Regions from separate parts of the Oncorhynchus mykiss genome. Here region 1 is linked to region 2. Evidence: chromatin contacts called from public Hi-C data. All regions are on one chromosome and are shown on one strand. Each heading gives the region's core, a stretch centred on a gene start, on an enhancer-like site or on the middle of the called end of the contact. The rest is flanking DNA. Distances are from core to core; before and after follow the strand shown.

What was found. A called contact is a pair of places that touch in the nucleus more often than the background predicts.
Region 1: a Hi-C map of liver shows a contact between it and region 2, with 6 times the contacts expected there. The contact joins the promoter of LOC110503923 here to the promoter of LOC110503908 in region 2. A contact is called at or near these places in 2 of 3 Hi-C or Micro-C datasets (blood and liver).

What each region holds. Positions count from the first base shown.
Region 1 is chr24:18,445,703-18,450,349 of USDA_OmykA_1.1, reverse strand. LOC110503923 (serine/arginine-rich splicing factor 1A) reads left to right here and starts at 2,797. Exons shown (of 4, transcript XM_021582575.2): 1 at 2,797-3,246; 2 at 3,594-3,796. The coding sequence starts at 3,056.
Region 2 is chr24:18,066,696-18,071,575 of USDA_OmykA_1.1, reverse strand. It overlaps LOC110503908 (ras-related protein Rab-34), which reads left to right and starts at 2,016. Exons shown (of 12, transcript XM_036961744.1): 1 at 2,016-2,758; 2 at 2,997-3,063; 3 at 3,732-3,835; 4 at 4,810-4,880. The coding sequence starts at 2,690.

The DNA of each region.
Region 1 (4,647 bases), core at 1,548-4,047, 380 kb before region 2:
TCCATTAAAATAACATAAAATTGTTCAGAAATACAGTGTAGACATTGTTAATGGGGCGGCAGCGTAGCCTAGTGGTTAGAGTGTTGGACTAGTAACCGAAAGGTTGCAAGTTCAAATCCCCGAGCTGACAAGGTACAAATCTGTCGTTCTGCCCCTGAACAGGCAGTTAACCCACTGTTCCTAGGCCGTCATTGAAAATAAGAATTTGTTCTTAACTGACTTGCCTAGTAAAATAAAGGTAAAAAATAAAAATAAAATCTTGTAAATGACTATTGTAGCTGAAAACGGCTGACTTTTAATGGAATATCTACGTAGGCGTACAGAAGCCCATTATCAGCAACCATCACTCCTGTGTTCCAATGGCACGTTGTGTTAGCTAATGCAAGTTTATCATTTTAAAAGGCTAATTGATCATTAGAGAACCCTTTTGCTATTATGTTAGCACACCTGAAAACTGTTGTACTGATTGAAGAAGCAATAAAACTGGCCAACTGGCCATAGACTAGTTGAGTATCTGGAGCATCAGCATTTGTGGGTTCGATTACAGGCTCAAAATGGGCAGAAACAAAGCACTTTCTTCTAAAACTCGTCAGTCTATTCTTGTTCTGAGAAATTAAGGCTATTCAATACTAGAAATTGCCAACAAACTGAAGATCTCGTACAACGCTGTGTACTACTCCCTTCACAAAACAGCGCAAACTGTCTCTAACCAGAATAGATAGAGTGGGAGGCCCCGGTGCACAACTGAGCACGAGGAAAAGTACATTAGAGTGTCTAGTTTGAGAAACAGACCCCTCACAAGTCCTCAACCTACAGCTTCATATTTCTCGCATGGAATAGCCTTCATTTCTCAGAACAAGAATAGACTGACAACTTTCAAAAGAAAGTGCTTTGTTTCTGACCATTTTGAGCCTGTAATCGAACCCACAAATGCTGATGCTCCAGATACTCAACTAGTCGAAGAAGGGCAGTTTTTTTGCTTCTTCAATCAGTACAACAGTTTTCAGCTGTGCTAACATAATTGCAAAAGGTTTTTCTCAATTAGCCTTTTAAAATTATAAACTTGGATTAGCTAACACAGCGTGTCATTGGAACACAGGAGTGATAGTTGCTGATTATGGGCCTCTGTACGCCTACATGTAGATATTCCATCTTATAGTCATTTACAACATTAACAATGTCTACACTGTATTTCTGAAAAAGGTTATGTTATTTTAATGGACAAAAAAATTGATTTTCTTTCAAAAACAAGGACTTTTATAAATGACCCCAAACTTTTGAACGGTAGTGTATCTGGAAAATATTCTTAGTTAATTTATCCTCACCCATAAACTAGTAGGCTATTTGTAGCTTGTCGTCTGATTTACTTTCATATAAATTGGTCCATGGCACCATCTACTGGCCCAAAGATTGTAGTTGATGATCAAATCAAGTTGTATTTGTCACGTGTGACAAATACAACAGGTAAGGGAAAGGGGGATATCTAGTCAGTTGTTCAACTGAAATGTGCCTTCCGCATTTAACCCAAGCCCTCTGAATTAGAGAAGTGCGGGGGGCTCTTAATCGGCATCCACGTTTTCGGTGTAGCCCTTACTGTGAAATGCTTACTTACAAGACCTTAACCAATAATGCAATTTTAAGAAAAATAAGAGTTAAGAAAAATTTTACTAAATAAACTAAAGTAAAAAAATAAAAGAGAAACAATAAAATAACAATAATGAGGCTATATACAGGGGGTACCGGTACCAAGTCAATGTGTGGAGGTACAGGTTTGTCGATGTAATTAAGGTAATATGTACATGTACAGTAGGTAAAGTGACTATGCATAGATAATAAACAGTGAGTAGGAGCGGTGTAAAAAAGGGAGGTGGGTCAAAGCAAATAGTCCGAGTAGCCATTTGATTAGCTGTTCAGCAGTCTTATTGCTTGGGGGTAGAAGCTGTTAAGAAGCCTTTTGGACCTAGACTTGGCACTCCAGTACCGCTTGCCGTGCGGCATAGCTAGGGTGGCTGGAGTCTTCAGGAATTTTTAGGGCCTTCCACTGACAGTTATAGATGTCCTGGATGCCAGGAAGCTTGGCCCAAGTGATGTACTGGCCTGTAGCCCCTTACAGTCGGAATGCAAGCAGTTGCCATACCAGGAGGTGATGCAACCAGAGTGGGATGCTCTCGATGGTGCAGCTGTAGAAATTTTTGAGGATCAGAGGACCCATGCCAAAACTTTTCAGTCTCCTTAGGGGGAATTGCCGTTGTCGTGCCCTCTTCACGACTGTCTTGGTATGTTTGGACCATGATAATAGGTGATGTGGACACCAAGGACCTTGAAGCTCTCAATCTGCTCCACTACAGCCCCCATCAATGACAATGGGAGTATGCTTGGCCCTCCTTTTCCTGTAGTCCCCGATCATGTCCTTTGTCTTGATCACGTTGAGGGAGAGGTTGTTGATATAGTATATTAGGCTCCAAGGTCCTAATTCATAATCAATGTAGTGTCTGTATACTTTAGATGCACACTCACTTGTGAAGTCACTATTATTGGTGTAGGCCGTCTACCTATAATAATAGGTTGCTGGACACTACTCATTAGGCAAATTATAAATAATGATGATTTAAAATTGCAAGATGAAAATGTCCAAACAATCATTATCTAAGAATCTGATCACCTGAAATTATTCGCGTAATCATACCAATATCACACACCAGCGTTAATTTATTAATTTGACATGTATTCTATAAGGGAGGCATACTGAGACCCAGGTCTCTTTTACAGATTGTATTACCGTGGACTATTTTATTTGGCGGACGTAGCCATTTCTAGTTCTCTACTGGGCACATTTCTGGTGTTCATGAATGCCCTCGCGGAGAAGCGTAGCTATCTAGTACACAACTTTAAGCGCGAGTGATACCTTATTTCGTGTTTTCAGCAGTGTTTGTGTACTATACTCAAATTAATTTCTAATCGGCGGTGATATACTTGAATACCGTCTTGCGCGAAATCGCTTTTTATTTCAACCTACCGCTAAAAGAAACTAGCTAACGTTAGCTTGCTAGCTAACATGTCGGGAGGCGTCGTGCGAGGCCCCGCAGGAAATAACGATTGTCGAATTTATGTCGGAAATCTACCTCCTGATATTCGCACTAAAGATGTCGAGGACGTGTTCTACAAATACGGAGCTATTCGAGACATCGATTTGAAAAATCGGAGAGGGGGACCTCCCTTTGCCTTCATCGAATTTGAAGATCCCAGGTAGCTAACGTTAAAGGCTAGCTTGTTAGCAACTCGTGCACTGCTCTAACGTTATCTGCTCATGCGACAACGTGAATCTTCTCTGCACATGTTTCTACCGTAACTATCTATTTTCGTTTTAGGAATGTACAGTAACATCAATTGGCCTGATAGCTAGTTGCTTCCGTTTCGGCATTTACATGTTGTGAAGGTGTCTTTGTTTGTGGCTAGCCGACCAAACTATCGTAAATCGTGGCGTTAAGTTGGGCCGGTTAACTACTGGTAACATATAATATGCTAATGAGGCACACCGCAGAGTGCTGTGTGGACGATTGTTTAGCAATATTTTTCTATTATCACTTTTTCAGGGACGCAGACGATGCAGTGTACGGACGAGACGGCTATGACTACGACGGTTATCGGCTGCGAGTTGAATTCCCTCGGAGCGGAAGGGGTGGGGGGCGAGGCGGTTTTGGTGGAGGTGGTGGTGGTGGTGGGGGCGTTGGTGGCGCTCCTAGAGGCAGATACGGGCCGCCATCCAGACGCTCCGAGTATAGGGTCATTGTCTCAGGTGAGTCATGTAACTAGGGTGTTAAGGGTCAAAATTAAACTGCTTTTGGTATTATACTTTGTCCTCAATTTTATAGACATGCTTCTCAGGAACACTATGAGATTAGGGATTTACAGTTGTTGAGATCTCATTTACAAGTGATCGAAAAGGTTGTGGACTGGTCATTGTTAATCCCAAATCAATAATGGCCTCAAATCCATCTGTAAGTAGTCTATATTTCAACAGGTTTTGCCCAATATCTCAAGGTAGGGTGGCCAAATGTAATGTCATTTTTAGTAGCGAGTGTCGCAGCGGTCTAAGGCACTGCACCTCATTGCTTGAGGCGTCACCACAGACACCATGGTTCGAATCCAGGCAGTATCACAACAGGCCGTGATTGTGCGCCGCCCTATAGGACTCCCAATTGGCCCAGCGTCGTCGGGTTTGGCCAGTGTAGGCCGTCATTGTAAATAAGAATTTAACGTGCCAAGTTAAATAAGGATTAAATCAATAAATCAGAGTTGATTCAAATACAAGTAAAATGTATGCAATTAAACTGATATTATGGAAATGAGTCAGTACACAATTACAGTAATTTAAGACAAAGTTAAGGTAGGGTGGTCATATTAACAAATCTTTGTGCTTTGTGCAAAAGTACGTTTGCAACAATTTCATATATTAGAATCAAATTTTTATACGACTTCATGCAAAATAGGTACTTATTACGCAAATTACTATATGGAATTAAATTAAATAAAAAAACAGGATGGTAGGCCCATTCATTTAAAATAAGGTGGACATATTGTTAACATACAGTACCAGTCAAAAGTTTGGACACCTATTCATTCAAGGGGTTTCCTTTATTTTGACTA
Region 2 (4,880 bases), core at 767-3,266:
GATGAAAAACAGAACACACACACAGGCTCAGTTTTTGATAGTGCAACCCTAAGTAACAGTACAACACTGAGGTTATGCTCAGCCTTGAAACTGTTTGTGTACTTGTTTTTTTAAAAGTATGTTAGAGTTGAGAACCATGACTCGCATATGTACAGTTGAAGTCGGATGTTTACATCTTAGCCAAATACATTTAAACTCAGTTTTTCACAATTCCTGACATTTAATCCTAGTAACAATTCCCTGTCTTTGGTCAGTTAGGATCACCACTTTATTTTAAGAATGTGAAATGTCAGAATAATAGGATAGAGAATGATTTATTTCAGCTTTTATTTATTTCATCACATTCCCAGAAGTTTACATACACTCAATTAGTATTTGGTAGCATTTCCTTTAAATTGTTTAATTTGGGTCAAAGGTTTTGGGTCGCCTTCCACAAGCTTCCCACAATAAGTTCGGTGAAGTTTGGCCCATTCCTCCTGACAGAGCTGGTGTAACTGAGTCAGGTTTGTAGGCCTCCTTGCTCACACATGCTTTTTCAGTTCCGCCTACACATCTTCTGTGGGATTGAGGTCAGGACTTTGAGATGGTCCATACAAATACCTAGACTCTGTTGTCCTTAAGCCACTTTTCCACGACTTTGGATGTATGCTTGGGGTCATTGTCCATTTGGAAGACCCATTTGCGATCAAGCTTTAACTAAAACAAGTTTTAATGACTCCAACCTAAGTGTATGTAAACTTCCGACTTCAACTATATGTGGTGACAAACTGGCCCAGAACATATACATATACTGCTTTCTCAGTCAGTCAGGAGACCGCTTCCTGCTGTAGATGAGCAACCCAGAACTGTGTTTGCCTCAAAAGCATTTTGCTTCAATCAGTTAATTCCAGTTAAGAATAACAATTATTATTGTATTTTAACAGCAACAGTTCCAACCTAGAGTACTTTTCAACAATAATTTATACAGTAAGATGTACTGGCCTTATCATCTTTCATCTTCATCTGTACCGTTACTAGGGTTACACTATCAGTAGCTAGCTTGCTTTGGTGAATGTTGGCTATTAGCTGTGTACAAGGCCAGCGGATTGTTTGAAAGAGAAACTCACATCTACTACTATGAGAGTTAGTTAGTACTCCCTTATTTCTGCTTATCATTCACCACCTGTTATAAAATGACAGCAATAGCTTACTAGCTAACTTACTTTTCCACTGTCGAAGCACTGTTTCCTGAAGCATTAATGTAAACTCACCCCATTCAGTACAAATGTGCGCAACCGCAACATTCAAATGAGGCTACAAAGAAAACTAATGGGACTGTAGCGACTGTGTTGACGTCAAAATCGGGGGTGTGAACTAGGTTTCCATTCAAGCGTTGATCGAAATGGTAATGGCTCTATAGTATTGGAGAAAAGTTGAAAAAACTGACCCTTCGTTACATCTTGATGTCTCATGTCGTAACATACAGCACGCATTAGGCAACTAATTCTGTCTTACAGCCTCTCTCCACCAGGTGTAGCACTTATATCACCCTTTAAAAACAAGAAATGGACAGTGAAGGGGGTAAGGGGGGGATAGCTAGTAATTTTTTTCGTCATCATTGCATGCGATCATCATTCTCAAAGCCGCTGTTTACTTTCGAAGATCACTTTAGCACCGCCCTAAAAACCCGTTTCAAATTTGACACAAACATTCAAATAGGTATGTAATGACACATTATATAAACTCTTTATAGTGTTATATTTACATTTCAGAGGCGATAAGGTGATAAGTTGGACAGCTCAGTGGAAAAAAAGCAATTTTCCCACACATCATCTCTCTTTCTCACTATCACACATTAGTTTCGCTTCCCCACCCGCCATTTAAAAAAAGACCCAACGGGCTCATTGCCTGTTTGAATTATGCAGAAACGGGCAGCGTTTAGGTCATGTAATTGATTCTGTTGGAAAGGGGAGAAATTGTGCTTTACAATGGTATTGACATTACAGTTGATCTGGAAGTATTACGTTTTTGGGGCGCTAAAATAAGGGCAATTGTACGGACCAAGGCTTACGTGAATTTACGTTATGCCGTTTTGAAATAACTCCCAGTTTACCATCATGCTGTGAATGTATGGTCAAGACGTGTCATTTTATTAATTTGTTCGTGAAGAGACTCATTACTAAGCCCTTCCACACACAAAACACAATGTAGGCGCTCTTCGTTATACGTTTGTATGAAAGAGAAAGAAATTAATCGCTGTATATGCGTTTCATGACAATTGAGCTCAGTAAGTCAGAACTTGTAGCTAGCATGAGTCCATTTGATGACAGCGGCGAGTGATGGCGAGTGGGAATGACAAGTCGATGGCAGACAGCGCATCATCTGCTGTTGACCCACAGCGCTGCATCGTGTGTGTCGCGGAGTGATCTTCAAGAATACAGCAGAAAAAAAGATCCGGTAAACCGCGAAGCACACTCGCGCAGCTGCCAAACTGAGCAAAGACCTCCTGTTTAAGATTAAGCAGAGAGCGCACCGAACAGAGAGCGCAGATGCACTTGGCTAAATCAATTCTAATAATTTATGAAATAATTATACATTTACTCTCACTCGTCGCGACCCACTTTAAGAAAGTCTGAACTAAATAGTTTATGAATGCTGGTGCAAATGCAAGACGAATAGACCACCTCCAGAAATGAAGCTTCAAAACTAAATGTACTGTGTTTTGCAAGATTTTGAGTTAAAATCCTGCCTAATTGTAATTTTCCATTGGCTACTACTGGTAAGACAACAGTCACCTCCCTGTATCCACGAGACAGGAAGTGTCGATGAGCATAGCATATAGAAAAAGTGGCAAAGCAACGTAGGTCTACAGTAATTATCAAAGGTCAGAAAACCCAGCGTTCTATCATCGGAGTAGGGTGCCAATGACTTTAATGTTGGTTTGTAGCCTACATGATTCTGTATAATAAACAATATTGCAAATAAAATTGCCTGTTTGTGCTACACTGTGTCCAAAGATATCTGCCGCCAGGGGGACTCGACCCGCGCTGAACATACTTCCCAAATTCCAACTCGAACCTGGAGGTGAGTCAGAGTCAGTGGTCCGCCTAAAAAACGAAATCATTTGCAGACTACGTTTTTCCCCACTCACTTCCGTAGATCGAGTCTATTTGGTGTAAGCAAATACGTTGAGTGTTTTGGAAAGATTGGGGTTAATTTATGTGAAATCCTCAAATCTAGAAACCAGACTAAAAGTCAAAGCATTGTTTTTATTGACTGAAAAACGGTTTCTGCTCCGTGACGAAAGAACTTCGTCCCGTCCCGTTACAAGGTATGTAAGTCCAGTGACATCCCCGCTTGGACTCTGTTGCAGTTAGCAGCTTTTTTATTTAGCCTTTGTAGACAACTTCGGTTTGGTTTAACCATCTTGGGGGGTCATGTTTCAATGTGTCCCCGTGTTTTGGTTCTTGGAGAGCATGATTACAATTATAAAAAAGCAGCAAGACTATTTTTTGCAATCTATTCTCGGTTCAATATGAACTAGCTATATTGTTGTAAATAGCTTCCAGTAAATATTTGTCTTTGTGCACAGAACAATAGGATTAAAACAGAGATTAGTGGATCATCTCCAGAATGTAGGAGTTACATGTAGTGGCTTGTCATACCACGTGGCATAGGCTACTCTTGCTAATAATTTTCATGTTAATAAAACCTAAATCTCTCTCTCCCCTTATTTGTTTTTTACCCTGTAGGTCTCTCTGATCACTGTTATCTTGGCCTAATGTCTGTCCGGGTGCCATCCATGAGTGTGCTGCCTCCTGTTCGAAGGGACCGCATCATTGCCCAGCTTCCTCAGGTAAGCATCTTACATGCTAGCAGTAAAACAATCATTTGAATGTGTTAACCTTGTCTGAGCTTGCAAAGCCACCGGTAACAGTTTACTTGACACTCAGCGACATAATACGTTATGACATGGTCATAACCATGTAATAACATGTCATAAGAGCTGACATAACTTGTCATAACCTGTAACAATATGGTCATAACACTATCATGACAATATTTAGACCTGTTGTGACATATTGTGTTATTTTAGGGCTGGTTATGACACCTACATAAGAGTGTCAAAACCCACAAAACCTACCACACAAGGCAAACATTATATTACACCATAGCCTATGTGTCAACAGTATGTTTATGTTATATACGTTTTTTTGCAATTGACCATATTAAATTGTCATTGTAATTGCGCACACGTTGATGTCAGACATTCACCTACCCCAATGTTCTGTTGCTGATGAGTGGGATGAATGCAGGAGGTGATTTCAGGAGCAAGACCCGACACCCACTTTTAGACTAATAACTGACATAAGGGCATGTACAGTACGTGATAGGCCTATCTGGCTTATATGATTATGATGGTCATAATGCTTCTTGACAGTGTCATAAAGTGCATTTTCTACAAGTTATTAAAAATATTATGAAAAAAACATGACTGAAGAATTCATTACAACATCAACGAAACTAAGGATTTAAGAAACAAACTTTCAAACGAAAGGAAATGTCTTGGCATGGCAAAACTAATTTGAATAAATGTGAGTTTTGACACTCTTATGTAGGTGTCATAACCAGCCATAAAATAATGCAACATATGTCACAACAGGTGTAAATATATGGGTCATGACAGTGTTATGACAGGTTATGTCAGCTGTTATGACACATTATGACATGGTTATGGCCATGTCATAATGTGCTATGACACTGGGTGTCAAGTAAAGTGTTACCAAGCCACCAATCTCATAAAGCTGTGTTCATTATGTTCTAATCTAGTTTTACAGTAAGAAGGCTGCTGTGCACACTAAAGATGAGTTCAACTCCAAAGTGAAGACTGCCTGCCAGGA